Linked DNA regions of Ovis aries: region 1 is linked to region 2. A link is a contact called in public Hi-C data. All regions are on one chromosome and are shown on one strand. Each heading gives the region's core, a stretch centred on a gene start, on an enhancer-like site or on the middle of the called end of the contact. The rest is flanking DNA. Distances are from core to core; before and after follow the strand shown. Region 1 has its middle 55 kb from the start of CTLA4. Region 2 overlaps RAPH1 (Ras association (RalGDS/AF-6) and pleckstrin homology domains 1).

Region 1 (4,011 bases), core at 305-2,804, 320 kb before region 2:
CATCTTTCCAATTCTCCTCTGCACTCTGGGAAATGGCTTTTCTCAATTAATTGAAGGGGGAAAGTCCACTTTCCCTTTTCCTGCATTTGATGGTCTTATATTGCAACCAGCACTCACCCGCTCCCCTACCCCTGACCCTGCAGAGTTACCATCCTACTCCATCCCCAGGGGCAGGAGTGACGGCAGAAGTTCCACCCTAGAGCATTGTCCCTCCTCTGTCCACAGAGTGCCACCAGAGCACCTGCCCCATTTCTGGACTGAGAAAATGGTACCCACTACATTCTCCTACACCAATACTACCATGCATTGGTGACTGGGCACTGTTAGCTTGGCCTCTAAAATAAACCATCAAAGAAAACTTAATAGTGGAAGATGTACAATTTTTCTGCTATTTTTTCCTTCCTGACCCTTGCATGGGCCTCTTTCTGGTCCATGGGAATACAGACAGCCCCATACCTGCGTATAGAAAAGACATCTGTTAGACCTGTAACCTGACAAGTGTGACAGGAGTTCCAAAGGAGAGGGAAGAATGCAAAGCACAGCATGTACAAGGAGATTCCACCTGGTCTGGGGGATCAGGCAGGGCCTCCTTCCGGAAGTGACTTTTCATCTGAGGTCTATAGGATGAAGAAGAGTTACCAAGATGAGGATGGTTCCATACCGGGGGTAGGGGTGGGCAGCTGATGCAAAAACCTCCGGTGATGGGGAGCATGATGCTTTCCAGAAACTAAAGGAAACTAGTATGGTTTGGACCAGGAAGAGGGTAAGGGAACTTAGAATGGAAACAGGAAAGAGACAAAGACATGAAGACCCAAAGGAAAAAGCTTGATATGAGGCAGACTTATGAGAAACGAGTTTCTTCTTTTTATATGATGAGGCCTTCTTGATCGGTAAACACAGAGTATAGTATAGAGGGCAATGGGTCATCACTGCCACCAGTCATCCCTTTTCCTGCCACCCGCATTCTTCTAAAATCCAGAGCCCACTTCATCCCCTCCAGACAGTCCTCCCTGATTTCCCCTGCCTGCATTGCCCCTTACAGCACTTAGGGTTCCCTGCATCACAATCAATGGCCTTTCCTATGCCACTGGTGCTAAGAATAAAACACCAGGACAATAGAAAGCAGAAATCGCTCCAATTCCTGGTTCACCCCCCTTACTGTGGGAAAATGCAAGCTTCACTGGATTTTTAAAATGATGTCTTGGCCATTTAACATAGAAGGAAAGATTTCCTGGTTGTGAGGAACATGTGAGCAAATGGAATCTGGGTATGCAATGCCCTCCTCACTCACAGCTGCATCTCAAGGCAAAATTTCTCCCCTTGTTCCATAGAGAGGATTATTTATAGTCACGAAAAGCATTGCATCTACCAAAAACAAAAGCAAAGAACAAACCAAAAAAGGAGAAAGGCTTTCCCGAGCAAAAAGGAGGTGTGAGTAGGTTTTGAAAATCAAGTCAATCATTTTGTGTCTGAAGATTATCACAGCCTACTCTTCAGTTATTGCAGTAAATCATACTGACCTATAGATGGCACAAGGTGACTACTGAATAAATATCTTGCTACAGATACAGATCACAGAATCAGGCAGGTCTAACAAATTTCAGAGGCCAACTGTTAGCATTTTCTAAGCTTGTGACATCAGGCCAAAGACAGTTAAAGTCTAATGGCTTTTTCAAACCATATGACTGTGTCTCTCCATGCTTCGTTCATCTGTGTCCTCCTAATTTTGTTCTTTTGTTTTTAATTACCAGAGCTACAGTGGTAATCTATAATCAGTTCTCTATTAACTGTTACAGTTTAGAGAATTTACATTCTTGGGCATAATCATAAGGTCAGTACTGCTAACATGACCCCCCACTTGCAGAGCCCTTCCAGAGTGTAGGCACCTTTTTAAAGTACTTGCTTAACCACGTCAACTCAGGTAACCCTCATGGCAATCATGTGAAATAAGTAAAGCACTGTCATCCATCCCCTATTTATAGGTGAGGAAGCTGAAGCACAGTGAAATGTGAAATAATTTTAATGAAGATCACACAACAAATAGTAGAGCTGGGATCTGAACACAAGCCATCTGGCTCCGGTGACCACGTTCTTATCCGCTAGAAGAACGCACACTTAGAACTATTACTGGAGCATGAGATGAACTAAGGCCATCTTCCCCCTCCTTGATAAATCTGTGACAGGTTGGCTTGAGGTCGGACATAGGAGTGAAAACAGCTCCCTCCTGGAACTTTATGGTTCCAAGTCTCCACTGGTCAAGGGAATCCAGTATAGACCCAATAAGGCTGCAAAGGGCAGAGTCTGGGAAAGTTAGCAGAGCTCTCATTACCAGGAGAAGAGTGGGAATACTGCTGATTCAGCCTGTTACATTTGTTTCCCATTTCTAAAATGAAAATTCCATCCAGCTCACTGAGGCATATAATTCACGGGAGTCCCCCAGTGGAGGCAATGGGCAGTATCAGCCTGCCGGGGATAACCTGGATCCAGAGTAGGAGGCCCCTCTCCATCAGAATTTTAATGTGTGATTTCAACAATGGCCAGTTTGTGAAGAGTAGATAAAATGTAAAGTGCATTTGGTAGCATCTCAAAAAGTTAACCAGAGAATTACCACGTGGGTGGAATCGGAGAAGAACTGAAAGCAGGAACTTGAACAGATGTCTATACACCAATGTTCACGGCAGCATGATTTACAGTAGTGAAACTTTGGAAACAACCTCTATGCTCTGAATGTTTCTGTCTCCCCCAAATTCCTATCTTGAAATCCTAATGCACAATGTGATGGTACTGAGACAGGGTCTTTAGGAGGTGAGCATGTCATGAGGGTAGAGCCCCCATGAAAGGGACTAGTGTTGCCATGAAAGAGGCCCCACAGAGATCCTTTTCCCCTTCTACCAGGATGAGAAGTCGGCCTTCTGCCATGCAGAAGAGGATCTTCAACAGAACCAGACCATGCTGACACTCTGATCTCGGACTTTGAACCTCTAGAACTGTGAAAAATAAACTTCTATTCTTTAGAAGCAACCCAGTCTGTGGTAATTCATTACAGCAGCCTGAACGGACTAAGACAACCCAAGTGTCATGTAATTGGATACACAAAATGTGGCATATCCATACAATGGAATGTTATTCGGTCATGGAAAGGAGTGAAGTACTGGTGCTTGCTGCAATTGGATGAACTTTGAAAATACTATGCGAAATGGAGTCAGTCACAAATGGATAAATATTGTATGACCTGTGGTACCTAAAATATGCAAAATCAAAGATGTAGAAAGTAGAATAGGGGTCATCAGTGGCTGAGGGGAGATGAGGGTGGTGATGAAGTCATTGTTTAATGGAGACAGAGTTTCTGATGCAGCTGATTAAGTTCTGGAAATGGATGGTGGTCATAGTTATACAACACCTGTGAAGGTACTTAATGTCACTGAATTGTACACTTAAAAAATAACGAAAATAGTGGGACTGACCTGGTGGTCCAGTGGCTAAGACTCTGTGCTCCCGATTCAGGGGGCAGGGTTCGATCCCTTGTCAGGGAACTAGATCCCACATGTTACAACCAGAAGATTTGGCATGCCACAACTCAGATCTGACACAGCCAAGTAAATAATTTTTTTAATAGCTAAAGCAGTAACTTTCAGGTTATACAGATTTTACCACTATTAAAAAAAAATCATGTTTTTAAAATGTAAAGTGTCTAGGAAATTTGAGAGATATTGCCAGTTACCTAGCCATTACCTAGTCTCCCAGAGCCAAAATCTAGTCTCTTTTTCTTTATTAACAGAATCCAATCTGTTGGGGGCTGCAAGGAGTCCTGCTAAAGTCTCCGTTTCCCAGGCTCCCTGCGGATAGGGATGACCATGTGACTGTAAGCTGTGCAGTGAGAGGAAAATTTCTCTTTACTGAGTGAAACTTTTGTGAAAGTTCATCAAAAGTTGGGAGTGGGAGGTGCTAATTCATCTGGCATAATCCCTTTTACCTCTGACCTTTTCCAGCATGAAACCATGGGTATGATGG
Region 2 (4,031 bases), core at 1,197-3,696:
CAAAAGAGAAGCAATCAGATATTTGAACAAGCATTTAAATATATGCATGTGTTCAATCCATCTTTGTCTAGAAGTTCTGTACTCTAAAATTATCAGCAGTTTTCCTTCAAGATGGTCAGACAGAGTGCTTCAGATGAAGTAGCATATGAAAATCTGACAGTGAAACCTTTTTTTAGACACCTCTAAGTTCTTTAGAGGCAGTAATTATGCCTGTTCTAAAGAAACCTAGGACAGAATAGTTACTCTCACTGAAGTTTAGTGACACTAATACCAGTTAGAAAAATCAACTTGAGATTGGTACTATTGTATCTTGGGGATGTGGGTATTCAAACTGCCCATCTGAAAACAAAGTAATTGTATAGCTTTTCTTTCTACCTCCTTGCTCTCTGAAGCCAACAGGGCTAGGCATAGTATAATTTCACATCAGGAAGAGTAAGTCTTTTTCTCTTGCCTTTCTCTTTCTTGACTTTTGTTGAAATACTGTGCTTTCAGGCACTTCACATATGTTATTTCATTTAAGCCTCCAACTATCCCTTTGGTAGGGGCATTATTCCAAAGAGGGGATTAAGTAGGTCAAATAACTGGGAAGTCTGTTTTTGAATTCCAAAACTATAACATTTGCCTCCCAGCTTTTATCAGTATCTTAAAAATAAAGTGAAGCTGATCATCAAAAATGATTATTTCCTGAATGTTTGATTTAGCGTAAAAATATGAGTTTATGGATAAACATAAAAATGAATTACAGAATAATGTTAGTATTCTTATGAAATCCATCAGTAGTGTTCATTTGCTGTTTTTAAATTTAGAATTCATTGTAGCTGAAGTAAATTCTAATAAAGACTATAGCAACGTGAAATAAATGTTACAGTTGACTTACTGGTACTTTTATTCACATTAAAAGATAAAACAATACTTTTTAATAAGACAGCAGTTTGCAAATTTAAATAGTAATTGCATGTTATAAGTTTTATATAAAGTAGGGTTTACTGATGAAAGGTTAGTGCTATAATATACCTATATATTTATTTTCTGGTGGGATTTAAACTAACAGTTCCTCTGAATTTGGAATCTTATACACAAAAATATATTTTTAAAATAAAAATGCTTTTAGAAACATATACTGAAGCTTATGGTAGGTTCAAAAAGTTTTGCTGAATCTTTAAGAATATTTGATGATGTATTGTAAATATTTTGATAGGAAAAATTCCTAAATATTTGAGCTACTAAAGCTTTTCAATGCTGTGGGGTATTTTTCCCCCTCATGTGTATAGAGTTTTTTTTTTAATGAAATCTCTGTGGCTATACCAGTTGTTAATAATGTGATATGCAGCATAGCATATGATAGCTTCAGTGTAATTCCTTTACTTCCTTCACTTCCCAGAACTATTTCAAGAATAAATGTGTGCAGAAATCTTGAGATATTGGAAAGAAAACAGCAGTTGTGTTTGTTGTAATAACAAGTGGCATTGGCATTGAGGTCCCAGTTATTCTCAGAAAGCAACTTTTTGCTCTGAGATAATAACTAGATGGGAGCTCAGGGCTTTCTGAAATTTTAAGAGGCCTGCGTATCTGAAAGATTGGAGTTACTAGTTATTACAACTACGTTTCTCCTAAAATTCTAATGGCTATGTTGCTGCATCTCACTGAAAATTTATCCACATGTACCAACTTGGTGTTTTAATTCTAGATTTCACTGGCCTAGGAAGGTAATAGAGGGATAGGTACAAACACACCACCCAGTCAACACTGGCATATATGCCGTGATCCTTGTTTTGTGGATTTCTTAGATACCTAAAAGCGAAAAAGCATTTTTATTTGGTTTTAAGTCTGTTTTGTTTTGTGTTGGGAGAGCTGGTAAAGAACCTTATACTGGCTATATAATGGCCAGTTAAATATCTAGGAGAGGAATAAAGAGAAGAGGAGGGGAAATAGAAAATAATATCAGCTACTGTGTTATTGCTTATTCTGTGCTGGGCATGGTGCTTTACATGTCTTAACACTGAGTTTGTATAGAGCCTTGAGAATAGGTACCATTCCCTGGTGGCTCAGAGGTTAAAGCATCTGCTTGCAATGTGGGAGACCTGGGTTCAATCCCTGGGTCAGGAAGATCCCCTGGAGAAGGAAATGGCAACCCACTCCAGTATTCTTTCCTGGAGAATCCCATGGACGGAGGAGCCTGGTGGGCTACAGTCCACGGGGTTGCAAAGAGCCGGACACGACTGAGAGACTTTCGCTTTCTTTCACTTTCACCACTGTTTTACAATGAAGGGAACTAAAGCAGAAAGTGACTAGGTAACTTTCCCGAGGATTTGAACCCAGGCAGTCTGGTTGTACAGCTCCTACAGCATTAGCGTTACCTTGCTACTTCATCATAAAATTGAAGGAGAATCTAGACAAGGCTAGACTAGCCAGTGCGTCTCAGATCCAAGCCTAGAGACAGAACTACATGGGCAGTAGAAAAAAAGGCAAAGAGATTTATGTAGTAACATCCCCATCTGGTGGTGTTTTAGTATATTCCTGAATATGTTAAAATTTTAACAACCGTAAGCTAGCTGTAATCTAAATGAATTGAGGTTTAAATAAAATTCAAATGATGGCTGGTGGTTTCCCATTCTTCTAATAATAATAGTGTTATTATTTCTCCTTTAATTTTTATAGTAACATTTGGAGATAAATGCTATCTTTACACCATTTTACACATGAGGAAACAGGTTAAATAATAAGCCCAGAGTCATATTGCCAGGAAATACTGAGCTGGTGCTTGAACCCAGGCACTCTGGCCACCCCATAAAGGTCTGGATTTGTAACCGTCATGCTGTATTTATTTTTAATATTTGTGAAGAGCACATAACCTCAGTACAAGATGGATGTAAATCTGTTTTATTGAAACATTAATATGTTTTCACAAACCTCCACCTTCTTCCAGTTATTATTTAAAGTGTTAGCTACCAAAAGAAAATGTTGTATTTTGTAACCATGACTCTGATAGGAGGTCATTCATTTCTTGATTTTGGCTCATATTTCAGATCACTGCTTTTCTACACATCCTCCCCAACAAGATTCTGGCTCATAAATGGTACATGTTATAGGTTCAGTTCAAGAAAGTAGTGATTCATAACTTACTTTGCAGAGATTTGTGGAGTTTTTGAGAGATTGATAGAGAACATGATAGCTTTGTAACAAATGAAACTTTTTGAAACTGAGACGGTATAGAGCAAATTTTATGTGAGTTGACCTTCACATTCACATATGTGTTTTAAACACAGATTTTAGATTTATGAAAGTAGTGATAAAGAAAAAGTAAAAACTGGGGACTTCCCTCGTGGTTCAGCAGTTTTCACCATCCAGTACAAGGGGTACAAGTTCTATCCCTGGCCGGGCAGCTAAGATATACCTCCTAGCCAAAAAAAAAAAAAAAAGTAAAATTCAGTAAAGATTTAAAAATTGGTCCACATTGTCTTTGATACTTCCCATGTGCATATTCATTTTTGGTAAGGATGTGTTGAATTTCAATAACTAATAATGTTCCATCATACTGTTTAACATGGCACGTAGCCATCTCTTATTGAACACCTTAGATAATGATTTTTTTTTTAACTAGCCAGTAAGCATTTGGAAATATGACGGGAGCTTATGTGAGACTGAGCCTAGTGAGAATAGATTTATTTTTTAACTTTTTATTTTGAGATAATGTCAAACTTAGAAAAATTTGAAAAAATAGTATAAAGAACTCATGAAACTCTTACTCATGTTCAGTAATTTAACATTTTGCGACATTTACTGTATTATTTTATATATATATATATATTTTTTTCCCCTGAACCAGTTGAGAGTTGGTTGCATTTTCATGCCCTTTTAGCTGTTAATACTCAAAGTACTCATTTCCTAAGAATGAGGATATTGGCAATATAGATTCGGTAGGCCTCGCATTGATGTGGTGACTGACACAGTGTTATAGAATATGTTGAATGAGAAAATGTAGAGAGAGGAAAGCAAAATCACTCTTAGTCTGGCCAAGCCTGTGGCATGAA

The links. A called contact is a pair of places that touch in the nucleus more often than the background predicts.
Region 1: a Hi-C map of liver shows a contact between it and region 2, with 6 times the contacts expected there. The contact joins two enhancer-like sites. A contact is called at or near these places in 12 of 16 Hi-C or Micro-C datasets (blood, hypothalamus, liver and 7 more).

Annotation. Positions count from the first base shown.
Region 1 is chr2:205,805,099-205,809,109 of ARS-UI_Ramb_v3.0, reverse strand. It overlaps a transcript of CTLA4 not described here. Among named protein-coding and RNA genes, the nearest start is that of CTLA4, 55 kb to the left of the region's middle. Within about 2 kb of position 1,554, at least 2 of the 54 cell types and tissues checked have an H3K27ac peak or open chromatin away from gene starts, as enhancers often do. A contact at or near this core is called in liver, where this site is marked.
Region 2 is chr2:205,481,231-205,485,261 of ARS-UI_Ramb_v3.0, reverse strand. The region is part of intron 4 of RAPH1 (Ras association (RalGDS/AF-6) and pleckstrin homology domains 1); the gene reads left to right. Among named protein-coding and RNA genes, the nearest start is that of RAPH1, 55 kb to the left of the region's middle. Within about 2 kb of position 2,446, at least 16 of the 54 cell types and tissues checked have an H3K27ac peak or open chromatin away from gene starts, as enhancers often do. A contact at or near this core is called in liver, where this site is marked.